2 separate regions of the Sus scrofa genome follow, and region 2 is linked to region 1. The links are chromatin contacts, called in public Hi-C maps. All regions are on one chromosome and are shown on one strand. Each heading gives the region's core, a stretch centred on a gene start, on an enhancer-like site or on the middle of the called end of the contact. The rest is flanking DNA. Distances are from core to core; before and after follow the strand shown.

Region 1 (5,700 bases), core at 1,647-4,146:
CGCTGTAGAATCTAGTAGTGACAGCTCTGAAAATTGACCTGTTCTCTCCAAGCACATTGTTGAGCAGCTGTCCTGTGCCCAAAATGTCGCAAGGTGCTGGGAATAAAAAGATGAATAGAGGTGTTCCCATTAGGGCTCGGCAGTAACGAATCCAACTAGTATCCATGAGGATGTGGGTTCGATCCCTGGTCCCGCTCAATGGGTTAAGGATCCAGCATTGCCATGAGCTGTGGTGTGGGTCGCAGACATGGCTCAGATCTGGCATTGCCGTGGCTGTGGTGTAGGCTGGCAGCTGCAGCTCCGATTTGACCCCTAGCCTGAACTTCATATGCTGTAGTGCAGCCCCCAAAAGACAAAAAACAAACAAATGAACAAATAAGATGAATAGATATTGTCTTTTCCCTCCATGACTTCTATAGCCCGGGGCAAGACAGATAAATAGATGGTTTGATGCAGTACAGTAGGTGCTGTGAGAGGCTGCTGAGGGAGCTGAGAGGGGACAACCCGCCTGATCCCCTCGGAAGAGCCGCAGAAGGTTTTCCAGAGGTGATAAAGCTAGGACAGATGAGCCAGCTGAAGTGGGGTTGGCCTGCTGTTCAGGTTGAGAGAGCGACATGTGCGATAGCAATAATGATAATGATATTTACTGAGCACTTGCCCAGTGCCAGGCACCATGCTTGGCATGCCGCACCCATCACCTCCTTCATTGCCTATGCACAGGAACAGAGGGACAAGGTTCACAGGGCATTTCAGGAAGAGCTTTAAGGAGTTCGTTGTGGCTGGAACTGATCACGTAAATGGAATGGAAATGGCAAGGTTGGGTCTGGAGTGGTGAGCAGACAGTGTCTTGAAGGATCCTGTGTTTTTTGCTAAGGAACTTGTGTTTTGTTGGATGGGTGGAGAGAATCCCTGAATGATTTTAAGTAGGAAAGTGAAGTGATCGGATTGGTATCAAGACAAGGGTATGGAGCTGACTAGAAGCAAGAGGATGCATTAGAAAACTGTAGTGAGTGGTTGCAAGGATGGAGAGAAGGAACCAGATTTGAGACATATTAAAAGGGCAGAACTATTAGGATTTGATAAGTGGCTGGCGGTCAGGATGAAAGCGAAAAGGACTCTAAGATGAACGCATGGGACTGAGAATTAGAGGAGCAGTTGGGCTGAAGATAAAGGCAGAGGTGTCATCAGTGCGGAGGTGATAGTTGAAGGCCCTCCAGGGAGAGTGTGGGGGTGAGCTGGGGAGAGGCCTGAGGGTGGGAACTTTGGAGGTGGCATTACATCAGGAGCTTGAAGAGCAGAAGGAGCTGCCCGAGTGGCCGTGACAAAGAGGAAGGAGAGAAAGGAGAGCATGGACGGAGGGAAGGAGAGAGGAGAGGGTTCCATGTTGGAAGAAGTGATGAGCGGGCCATGTGTTTGTTACAGGAGGACGGAAAAGCTCCCATCGGATTTACTACTAAAGAAGTTAGAGATTTTGTCATGTGGCCTGAGCCTTTTTGTGGGTCATATACTTTGATGATCACCCTCTCTTCCTTGGTTATTTGATCCTGAGCTTCAGTAGAGAGAAGGATAATGGTGGAGGAGAAGCTGTGTAGTATACTGAAAGGGAGACTGCCTAGGAATTAGCATCCTTGGGTTCTAACGGCACCTGTTGCATAGACTGTTAGAGGATAAAGTTAATGGATCATTTTAAAGCCCTTGGAAAAGTGCCTGGCACAGTTTAATCTGGTAAATAAGTGGCTATTGAGATAAATACATTTGAATTAGTTAAATGTTGGTGGATTTATGGCACGTGATCCACATAGTCTCGAACAACTTGCATTACCTTTGTAGGGCTCAGTTTCTTCATCTGTGAAGTGATGGGTTTGGTCTCATGTCCTTTCTAGGTCCATAATTGCTCATTTTTCTTACAAAGAGTCAGTGAAAGTGACAGGAAAGAGGAGCCAGAGAGGACAGCGAAGCCGCTGCAGCTGGTCTAGGAAGGCACTTGAGGGGCTGAGTGTAGACTGAGAGGAGAGAAGTGGATTTAAATGAGCATCTCCAAGCAGTTGGGACCTCTAGAAAGCACTCAGATTTTTTTTTCTTAGTCTTTGTTCTTCTCTATGTGGTATCTTGACATATCTCAATTGTATTTTTTTTAAGAGAAATAAAGTCCAGTTGAGTCAAGCCAATTGAAGGTATTTTTAGAGCAAGGAAACGAGCATTATTCTGAATGCCGATTTAGTGGATGAGTGGTTTTACTGAGAGTGAATGTTCCTCCTGCTTGAGTTAAAATCACCTTTTTATATTGAAATTGACTGTTTTTTTCCTCAAAAAGTTTCCAGGGGCAAGGCCATTGCGGTAATTCATGCGGTTACTATCAGAAAGACTGAGTGATGTGTGACTAATGATACAGAAACACTTATGACAACACTCCATCTCTTTATGACTGAAAATAGCACATACCAGGGAGTCAAGCAAAGCTGGTAGCAAGAGAGAAAATAGACCCAATCCACAGTACCCCACCTGTTTCACACAACTCTTGTCACCGGCACTTTGCTCAATCTGAAACATTATTTTCTCCACAGTGCCTACTCACATAGACAGTTTTAAATGTACCAGATCAACCCTGCAGCATAATACAGGGTATAGTTGTTACTTGCCAGAGAGACAAAGTGTCCTAGATAAAGTTGCATAAAGAACTATTGCAAAAGTGTGTTATTTTATTTTATGGATGCTAAGAACAAAAACAAATATATTACAGGGCAGTAATATAACATGAAAGTACATAATGAGACGTACTATTTCTAATTAACCTTTAGTGAAAGAACTCATGGTGTCTGCTGGCGATAACCTAATAATAACTTTACCGGAAAACGAAGTTGAACTGAAGGCTTCTGTTGTGCCAGTGCCCCCTGCAGGTGAGAACTGGACTTTGCTCTGGGACCAGTAGAGGCTTTTCGCTGGCATGTCCTTAAAGGGTCTTGACTAGTTAGTTACAACATTGATTCATTTTCAGAACATTGTGAATGTCGCTCTGGAGCGGATGTCACTCCAGAGGCTTTGATGATCATCAGCATCAAAGTTGAAACGTTTAAAATGGAGTGAGGGGATAGGAAATTAAATATGACACGTTTCCTATAATTGGTCAGGATAGAAAGTCATTTGTTTCTGATGGTGCAAAGCAGAGTGATATCTTAGAACAAGAGAGGTTTATACATACCAGCCTTTGGCTTGTAATGACCCACAGAGCCTGGAAAGAGTCCACTGTCAGGTAAGGAAGGTAGCATGTACACAAAGGTTTGTTTGCAGATATTTCGTGATAACACAGCTCTGAGGTTCTCGGGATCCTCACCCCAGCTGTTCAGACATGTTTTTTTAAAATGCTCTTTCTTTGCCAGTTCAGCACTCTGCTACTGAGCGCACATTTGACCTATTCCTGTGACCTGTCAAATGTATTCTTTCTTTTAAAATTATATTTTATTGACATGTAGGTGATTTACAATATTGTGTTCATTTCTACTGTACAGCAAAGTGATTCCGTTATACATATATATATACATTCTCCTTTATATTCTCTTCCATTATAGTTTATCACAGTTTATTGAGTATAGTTCCCTGTGGTATACAGTTGGACCTTGTTGTTTATTCATCCTATATATGATAGTGTGCTTCTGCTAATCCCAAACTCCCAATCCATCACTTTCCCACCCTCCTTCCTCCCCTTGGCAACCACAAGTCTGTTCTCTATGTCTGTGAGTCTGTTTCTGTTTTGCAGATAAATTCACTGAAGTCATATTTTAGATTCCACATATAAGTGACATCATATGGCATTTGTCCTTTACTGACTTACTCCACTTAGTGTAATAATCTCTAGGTCCATCCATGTTGCTGCAAATGGCGTTATTTCATTCTTCTTTATGGCTGAGTAGTACTCCATTATATATATGTACCACACCTTCTTTATCCATTCATTCATTGATGAATATTTAGTTGTTTCCATGTCTTGGCTATTGTGAATAGTGCTGCTATGATCTTAGGGATGCATATATTTCTTTGAATTATAGTTTCGTCTGGATATATGCCCAGGAGTGGGATTGCTGGATCATATAGCAACTCTATTTTTTATTTCTTAAAGTATTTTCATTCTTAAGGTGTTTGACTATTTCTCATAAATATTAATTAGTTCCCTATTCATTTTCCCTATCATAAATGGATCAAAATTTAATATAGATGACATTTGTCATTTGTGTTTTGTCCCTCATACTTTAATCACTAGTACTCCTCAGTGGCAGACAGCTTAATATAAAGACATTTAATCTCTTTTTGTGTCCTTCTATAAACCCTTAAGACAGAAGAAATGAATTGAAATCGTCTTGCCTTTTATTAAAAGGAGAAAAAGTACAGTCGATTACACTGTGTTAAAATTTATATGTATAGTAGATGCAGTGGTCTGGAAGGAAAGTCATCAAATGCTAACAATGAAATTAGGGCAGTTTTTAAAAAAAATTTTTTGTACATTTTCTAAAATTTTATAAGTTGTATGTTCCTATAATTAAAAAAGAAAATTTACATTAAGAAGATATAGAAAGCTTGTTATTCCTTACTTGGATGATAACTGAGCCTCAGTATATCTAAATTAGTTTCTAAATTAGATTGAAGACTGTCATTTTCTTCCCTCTGCCCAGATTATGGTGACCTCTAAGAATTTATAACTACTTACATTTCTTTTGTGTTCACAGAAACAACTTACAACTATGAATGGAGTTTAATAAGCCACCCAGAAGACTACCAAGGTGAAATAAAACAAAGACACATGGAAACGCTTAATGTCTCTCATGTACGTAACTGGAGACAGGTTGTAACTGACAACATACCTTAGAATTCAGGTAGCACCTTCTTAGCTGTTGAGCCCAGAAGTCTCTCTTATGATTAAGATTTTAAGAAGGATATAAATGAATCAAGTTTCAAGCATGTGGGTAAACAGACAGATTTAAATAAAGGGATTTTCGGTAGCGTTTCTTTATTTGACTGACCTGGCATGTCAGTCCCCGGGGAAGAGAAGCTGGTTGCCAGGCTGATATGGGTGTCTGTAGTGAGATTAAAGCCTGGGCTCCAACGCTTGCTCCCTTTGCAAAGAGAGCTCTCTGATTCTTAGTCAGGCACATTTCTAGGGTTGCTAACAACTCCATTCCCATTCACAAATGGTTTGACTACCAAATACTGCTCCAAGAGGTAAGCCCTCCTAAGAAGAAGCACGCCCTCGTCTTAGATAATCATGCCCACACATGATTGTGTTGTCTTCCATTTCCGAGACTGCCCAGCTGCCGGTGCACCCCAGATTAGCATCACCTCCATGTCACTGAGCGCTGTTTCTCAAAGTCTGGTACCCAGACCCCAGACTGCTGATCCACCGGATCTACTTGACAAAAGTACATGATTCCCATACACGCAAATTTGAGTACTGCTGCCCTTGGCTGCTCTGTCTCACGGATGCCTCCATAAGGCCCGTGAACATCTGTAACTCAGCTAAAAGCCTTCCTGGGTGACCTTAGTGTTCGAGTGTGTAGGCTTCAAACATGTGGCAGTGTGTCCACAGAGCGCCTTCTCCACGCTGACTCAAGAGAACGGCTTCTGAAATGTTTAAAGATGTTCTAGGCAGTGGACCCATTGTTTCTTTTGTGTGTTTACCAGTGACTTTTCTTTATGTTGCAGTTGTCACTA
Region 2 (5,700 bases), core at 1,220-3,719, 71 kb before region 1:
TGAACCTGCGTCCTGATAGATACTAGTCAGATTTGTTTCTGCTGAGCCACACTGGGAACTCCTGGCCAATTCTTCTAATAAGCCAAAATTATTTGAATAAAGGGGGACATACAAGTGAGACTCTTAAGGATTCTATGAAACTGTTACAAGCTGTGAATTTGAGATTATTTTTTCTAACAGTATGCATATTAGAAGCTGAATAGTTGTCTTTTTGAATGCTTAGTTCACTTCTCCTTTATTACTAACTATATTACGGATTACTTTTATTATTATTACTGATATATACTGTACTTGGAAATTAATCGTCTAGTTCTAGATTCTAAAGCCATGAAATATTTTAAGGCAAATACACAGCTGCACTTAAGGATAACCAGCTAAAGGGCACCTCATGCTTTATTTAGTTATAAATGTGTTTAGTCTCAGTCGTTTGAAAAGAGTTGTCACACTGAAAAAAGCTATTTGGGTACAGTTAGGATACATACGTTATGTTCATGTCCACACTAACTCCAGGTGCTCCCCTTTCTGTGCATAGCAGAGCATATGTGGATACACAATCCACTAAGGTGGCTGTCATGCCACCATGGAGAGTGCCCATTTTATTGGTATGCTCTTCCTCTACTTTCATTTCACAGATCACTTTCCCAGGGACAGCAGAGACAACAGTCATCTAAGTATTAAAAAAAAAAAAGAATTTTGAATATTCAGTGATATTAGAAAGCCCAGACAACCAATCAAGAACTATCACTGGATTAAACTGAGTCACTCCCAAAAAGTTGATTCAGAAATTCAAAAAGTTACCAATCTCTCTACATAGAAATTAATTATGATGTGAATTTTTTTTTTTTTTTTTTGCTGTTGGTTTAATTTATTAGTGTTTGACAGCTGATGTGAATTTTTGTTGTTTTTGTTGTCTTTTTGCCTTTTCTAGGGCTGCTTCAGAGGCACATGTAGGTTCCCAGGCTAGGGGTCTAATCGGAGCTGTAGCCACCGGCCTATGCCAGAGCCACAGCAACTTGGGATCCAAGCTGCGTCTGCAACCTACACCACAGCTCACGGCAATGCCGGATCCTTAACCCACTAAGCAAGGCCAGGGATTGAACCTGAAACCTCATGGTTCCTAGTCGGATTCATTAACCACTGAGCCACGATGGGAACTCCATGAACTGTTTTTAAATAAGTAATATAAGGGAAAAACAGGAGTATTTGTGAATCTCCACTCCTGCAGAAATCAAACATTCCATCTGAGCTTTTCAGCCTCAGTATACAACCTGACATCTCGTACATGTCTCCTGAGAGACAAGGCCTAGATCATGCTACCTTAAAATTTATAGTAAAAGGAACGGTTCCTGACTGATTTATAGATCACTATGCATAAACCTATACTTTAGCCTAAGCAAATGTGCCCACAAGAAACATAAACTACAAAATCCATTTTAGATCAAATTAACAAACACAGAGCACTTACTATGATGCTGACCTATGCAGTTAATACAGTAGCCACCAGTCACCTGTCAGTATTAAGTCCTTGAAACATGGCTAGTATGATGCTAAGATGTGCTGTAAGTAATTTCAAAGATTCAGTACAAAAAGTTAGTACTCTTCTATATTGATTAAAAGTATTTAATGTTAAAAGTATTTTGGGTATAATGAGCTTAAGATATTTTACTAAAATTTAACTTCCTTTTTTAAATGTTTACAACATTATAATGTTGCTATTATAAAATACCGCATTCCACATGGAATCTGGAAGTGCGGCAGGGGGAACTTACCCCCACTCACCCCTCCTCACAGTTTAACTTTTCAAACACCAGTAGGAAGAATGAAGATTTTTCTCTTCCTCCAGTAAAAACTCAGCTAATGAGAAGCCTCCGCAACTCAACCAAAGAGAACCACAACAACCCGGACTCGACTCTCCTCAATGACTTGTTCAAAACAGCCCCTCTCAAACTTTCCTCTCCTCTTTATAAAAGAACAGTTGAGAACCTGCCTATGGTTGCACGTCCCATAGCAAATTCCTCTGCTATTCCCAAATAGCTCATTTTGCTGGCAAAGCCACTTACCTTTTTGTTTTTAAAGACTGACAGATCAATGGAGGCACACCTAGCACATAACTGTGCTCCATTACAATAGAAATCATTACTACTAAGGTCAGTTTCGGGACGCAGGCCAAAAGAATCTACCAGAGACAATTTATCCAGCGCTCACCACGAACTACGCAAGGTGCTTTCTCTTCATTAGAAACCGTAGCTTCGCATCCAATACCTTTTCCAAAATTCTGTCAAAACACGAACTCTTGCCTAGGAGCTTGAGGACCTCCTGCAGATTCTTTGTCATACAGCTCATTGTGGTCTGTTCTCCAGCTCCTAGGCCCCAGAGCTTTTTGGAGGAGCAGGACGCCCACAAGTTCGCAGAAGTACCAGGACGCAAAGGGCAGGACGTCCCCTCGCGCGCTCCCGCCACCGCCGTTCTCTCTGTGTTTGCGCACAGAGGCGTCACGGCTCATCGTGACCGCGCGCGCAAGCGCTGTTTTGCCCTTGCCAGCCCGGGGCCTCCCTTTCTGCTGCGCAGGCGCGTTAACGTCCTCCAGGAGCGGAGTGCGTTTCTCTCCCGGCTGTTAATGCGCGAGCGCCGGGGTGTCGGGCGCCTGCGCAGAGCCGGGGGCCTGCCCCCTGGCCGGAGTCTGGGGGACGAGCCGGCAGCTGGGAGGCGATGGAGCAGAAAAGCGGCCTGGAGGATGGACCGGAGCTGGAGCAGGAGGAGGGAGAGCCCGAGGTGAAGAAGCGCCGACTTCTGTGTGTGGAGTTTGCCTCGGTAGCGACTTGCGACGCTGCCGTGGCTCAGTGCTACCTGGCCGAGAACGATTGGGAGATGGAAGTACGCTTTTGCTGTTTCTCTTTCCCACTCTTTACTTTGGTGGGTGCAGTGCACACGTCCCATCCCTGTGTCTTTGTTTTTCAGAGAGCGCTGAACTCCTACTTCGAGCCGGCCGTGGAGGAGAACGCTTTAAAAAGTCGTCCTGAGACCCCCAATGAGCCCGAGTCCTGGTGAGCGACGACTGGGCCATGGGGGGCTCGTCCGGACGGAGGCATTTGGGTATCGGGTGGCGTTGGGCATCCTGGGACCTGCTGTTGGGCGGGCGGGGTGGAGTAGAGGCAGTTCTCCCGTCAGGATTGCCGGAGGCGGAGGGGTTGTGGTGCCGCGGAAGGAGATGCGCCCCATCAGCTGCCCGAGGTCCAGGCTGTCACTCGAACTTTGGAGTGCGGGGAGAAAGTATCCTTACATGTCATTTTCGACTCGATTTATATATAGGAACTGTGTAAGCGAGAGTTTTGAAACAAATGAAACAAATCCTTTACTGAAGAGTGGTAACTTGGAAGTCGTCTTGCTTCCTATATTGCTGTTTGGCCGACCAGAAAATAGTTTTTATAAAATGCGCATCTTGCCCGTTTTTCGAGTGTTCCTCCCCCAGTTCGCGCACTACTGCTCCTGAAATCCAGGTGCTTTACAAGTTCCTCCACGGTTTGACCACTGTCTGTTGTTCCGGGTTCCTCCCCTGTCACCCTCTCTTTCCTACCCCACAAAACTTCCATGCGTATCAGACTTTCCCTCTCTCCATTGGAATATTTTCTTTTGCCCTTCAACCTAAAGATATTTATCACTTCTACCTAGAACCTTTTTCTCCTTCCTTGCTGAGTAATAATAATCTTAAAAGCCAAGTTTAGCCATGACTTATTTCCAAGAAGCTTTCCCCGATCTTCCGAGTATGGATAAGGTTCCCTTCTTAGGTAATTCTCTAGCATCCTGCCTCACCCCTGTCATAACAACTTAGTTCATATTATAATTGCTCTTTAGTGTTTTTGTATCTCCAGCGAGGCTACCTGTGTGGTAAAGACAATATCTATCATGTTTGTCGATTAGACTGATACAATATTTGGCTTGTAATAAACTTTCAGTAAATCGATATTGAGTATATAAAGTTCTCCCAGCTGTATGGGCAGCCTCTACAGTTAAACTGTACATTTTTCTCCCTTTGATCTTTTCAGCTGTCTTGGCTTGCATCTGATAAGATCATTTCATTAGACTCCTTTTCTATCTGCCTGACCTGTAACTGGGAAATTGTTTACCCATCCACAAGTGACAACTGTGGCTCCCATGTTGTTATAACTAGAGCCACTTAGATTAGTAGCTCTTCACCTAGCCCATGCTGGCCAGTCAGATCCTCTGGCTTGGGCTTAGGACCAAGAATGTTAAGTGAATCTTGCTGCCAAGCTGAAGCTGTACATGTTAACTCAGTACCTGTTAGGGACATACCCATCCTCTTTTGTGCATGGGGAAGCTGAAAATACTGGGTTGCAGAGAGAGAATGAAGCAAAGGGAAGCTGAGTAGGATTGAAAGAAAGCCTCGATTGCACTTCCTTAGGGGTAGCTATATTCCTGTAACTGGTTCTTTGACATGTTACTGTTTCCTTGTAAATCCCTCTGTTTTCCTCAGACTAGCCTGTGTTAGCATCTGTTAATTGCCTCCTAAATTGTGGCCAGTAAGAAAATTGGAACAAAATAGTCCCTTAGAAAAAATGTGGATGGAGCTGAGTGATGTTGGGATGGAAGACCGTTAGGAGTCTCCAAGCCCCGAATCATAACCTGGCAAAAAAAACAAGCAAAGTGTGATTCGGCTGTGGTTTGTTGTTCCTTGAGATTCAGATCAAGTGCCAGTGAGAGTGAGGCTTTATGTATAGAATAGAATAAGAATCCACACTAATATAAATACATTTGTCCAGGAATGATGGGAACACTTTGCCTTACAGTAGAATTCCAACTACTAAATGTAGTAGGTATGGTAGGAAAAAACAACCATTTGGGAACTATCATGATAGTAATTGTTTCAGACAGGAATCGTCAATGGATACTAATAGATGAAAGTTGATGAAAAACAGTATCTAGGTGGTCTCACAGTACCTACCCACAAAATCCTTACTGCATGGGGGAGATCATAAAAGTTAACGTGGCCAGTGTTGGGGGCAAACCTGTATCAGGTGCCTCCTGATATGATGCACTGAGGAGGACACACTATCACTTCTGTGTTACTCCTGCCAAAAAATACACAGTCTGAGTCTAATCATAAGAGAACATGAGACAAACCCAACCTGAAGGATATTCTACAAAATCAATGGCTTGTATTCTTCAAAAATATCAAGGTCAGGAGAGAAAAAGCCTGAAGAAGTATTCTGGATTATCAATGATAATTTCCTGATTTTTGATAATTGTACTAGAGTGTACATGTATGTCCTTACTTTTAGGACATACATTTAAAAGTGTTTACGGAAATGTTTCAGAATAGAAAGAATAAAGCAAGTGCATGTTAAATTAAGTAAACTGTTAACCTTTATCTGGCTGAATGGTGAGTAGAATTCTTACTGTTTTCTGAAAGTCCGAAATTATTTCAAAAAAAGTTTAAAAGTTAACTAGACTTGTGATCATTTAAAAAACATTTTTTTTAATTTTTTTGCTTTTTAGGGCCATACCCACTGCATATGGAGGTTCCCAGGGTAGGGGTCCAGTCAGGGCTACAGCTGCCGGCCTACACCAGCCACAGCAACACCAGATCCGGGCAGTGTCTGTAACCTGCACCATAGCTCACGGCACCGCCACCGGATCCTTGACCCACTGAGCAAGGCCAGGGATGGAACCCACATCCTCATG

The links. Hi-C and Micro-C count contacts between places; a contact is called where the count stands out from the background.
Region 2: a contact with region 1 is called in a Hi-C map of liver, with 4 times the contacts expected there. The contact joins the promoter of ACOT13 here to the enhancer-like site in region 1. A contact is called at or near these places in 1 of 5 promoter capture datasets (liver) and 7 of 47 Hi-C or Micro-C datasets (brain, heart right ventricle, liver and 1 more).

Annotation. Positions count from the first base shown.
Region 1 is chr7:19,429,182-19,434,881 of Sscrofa11.1, reverse strand. It overlaps KIAA0319 (dyslexia-associated protein KIAA0319 homolog), which reads left to right. Exons shown (of 22, transcript XM_005665630.3): 5 at 2,799-2,897; 6 at 4,719-4,816; 7 at 5,692-5,700. Among named protein-coding and RNA genes, the nearest start is that of KIAA0319, 56 kb to the left of the region's middle. Within about 2 kb of position 2,896, at least 5 of the 83 cell types and tissues checked have an H3K27ac peak or open chromatin away from gene starts, as enhancers often do. A contact at or near this core is called in liver, where this site is marked.
Region 2 is chr7:19,499,406-19,505,105 of Sscrofa11.1, reverse strand. It overlaps ACOT13 (acyl-CoA thioesterase 13), which reads right to left and starts at 2,469. Exons shown (of 3, transcript NM_001244979.1): 1 at 2,263-2,469; 2 at 483-667. The coding sequence starts at 2,343. TDP2 (tyrosyl-DNA phosphodiesterase 2) reads left to right here and starts at 2,669. Exons shown (of 7, transcript NM_001243686.1): 1 at 2,669-2,874; 2 at 2,959-3,044. The coding sequence starts at 2,710.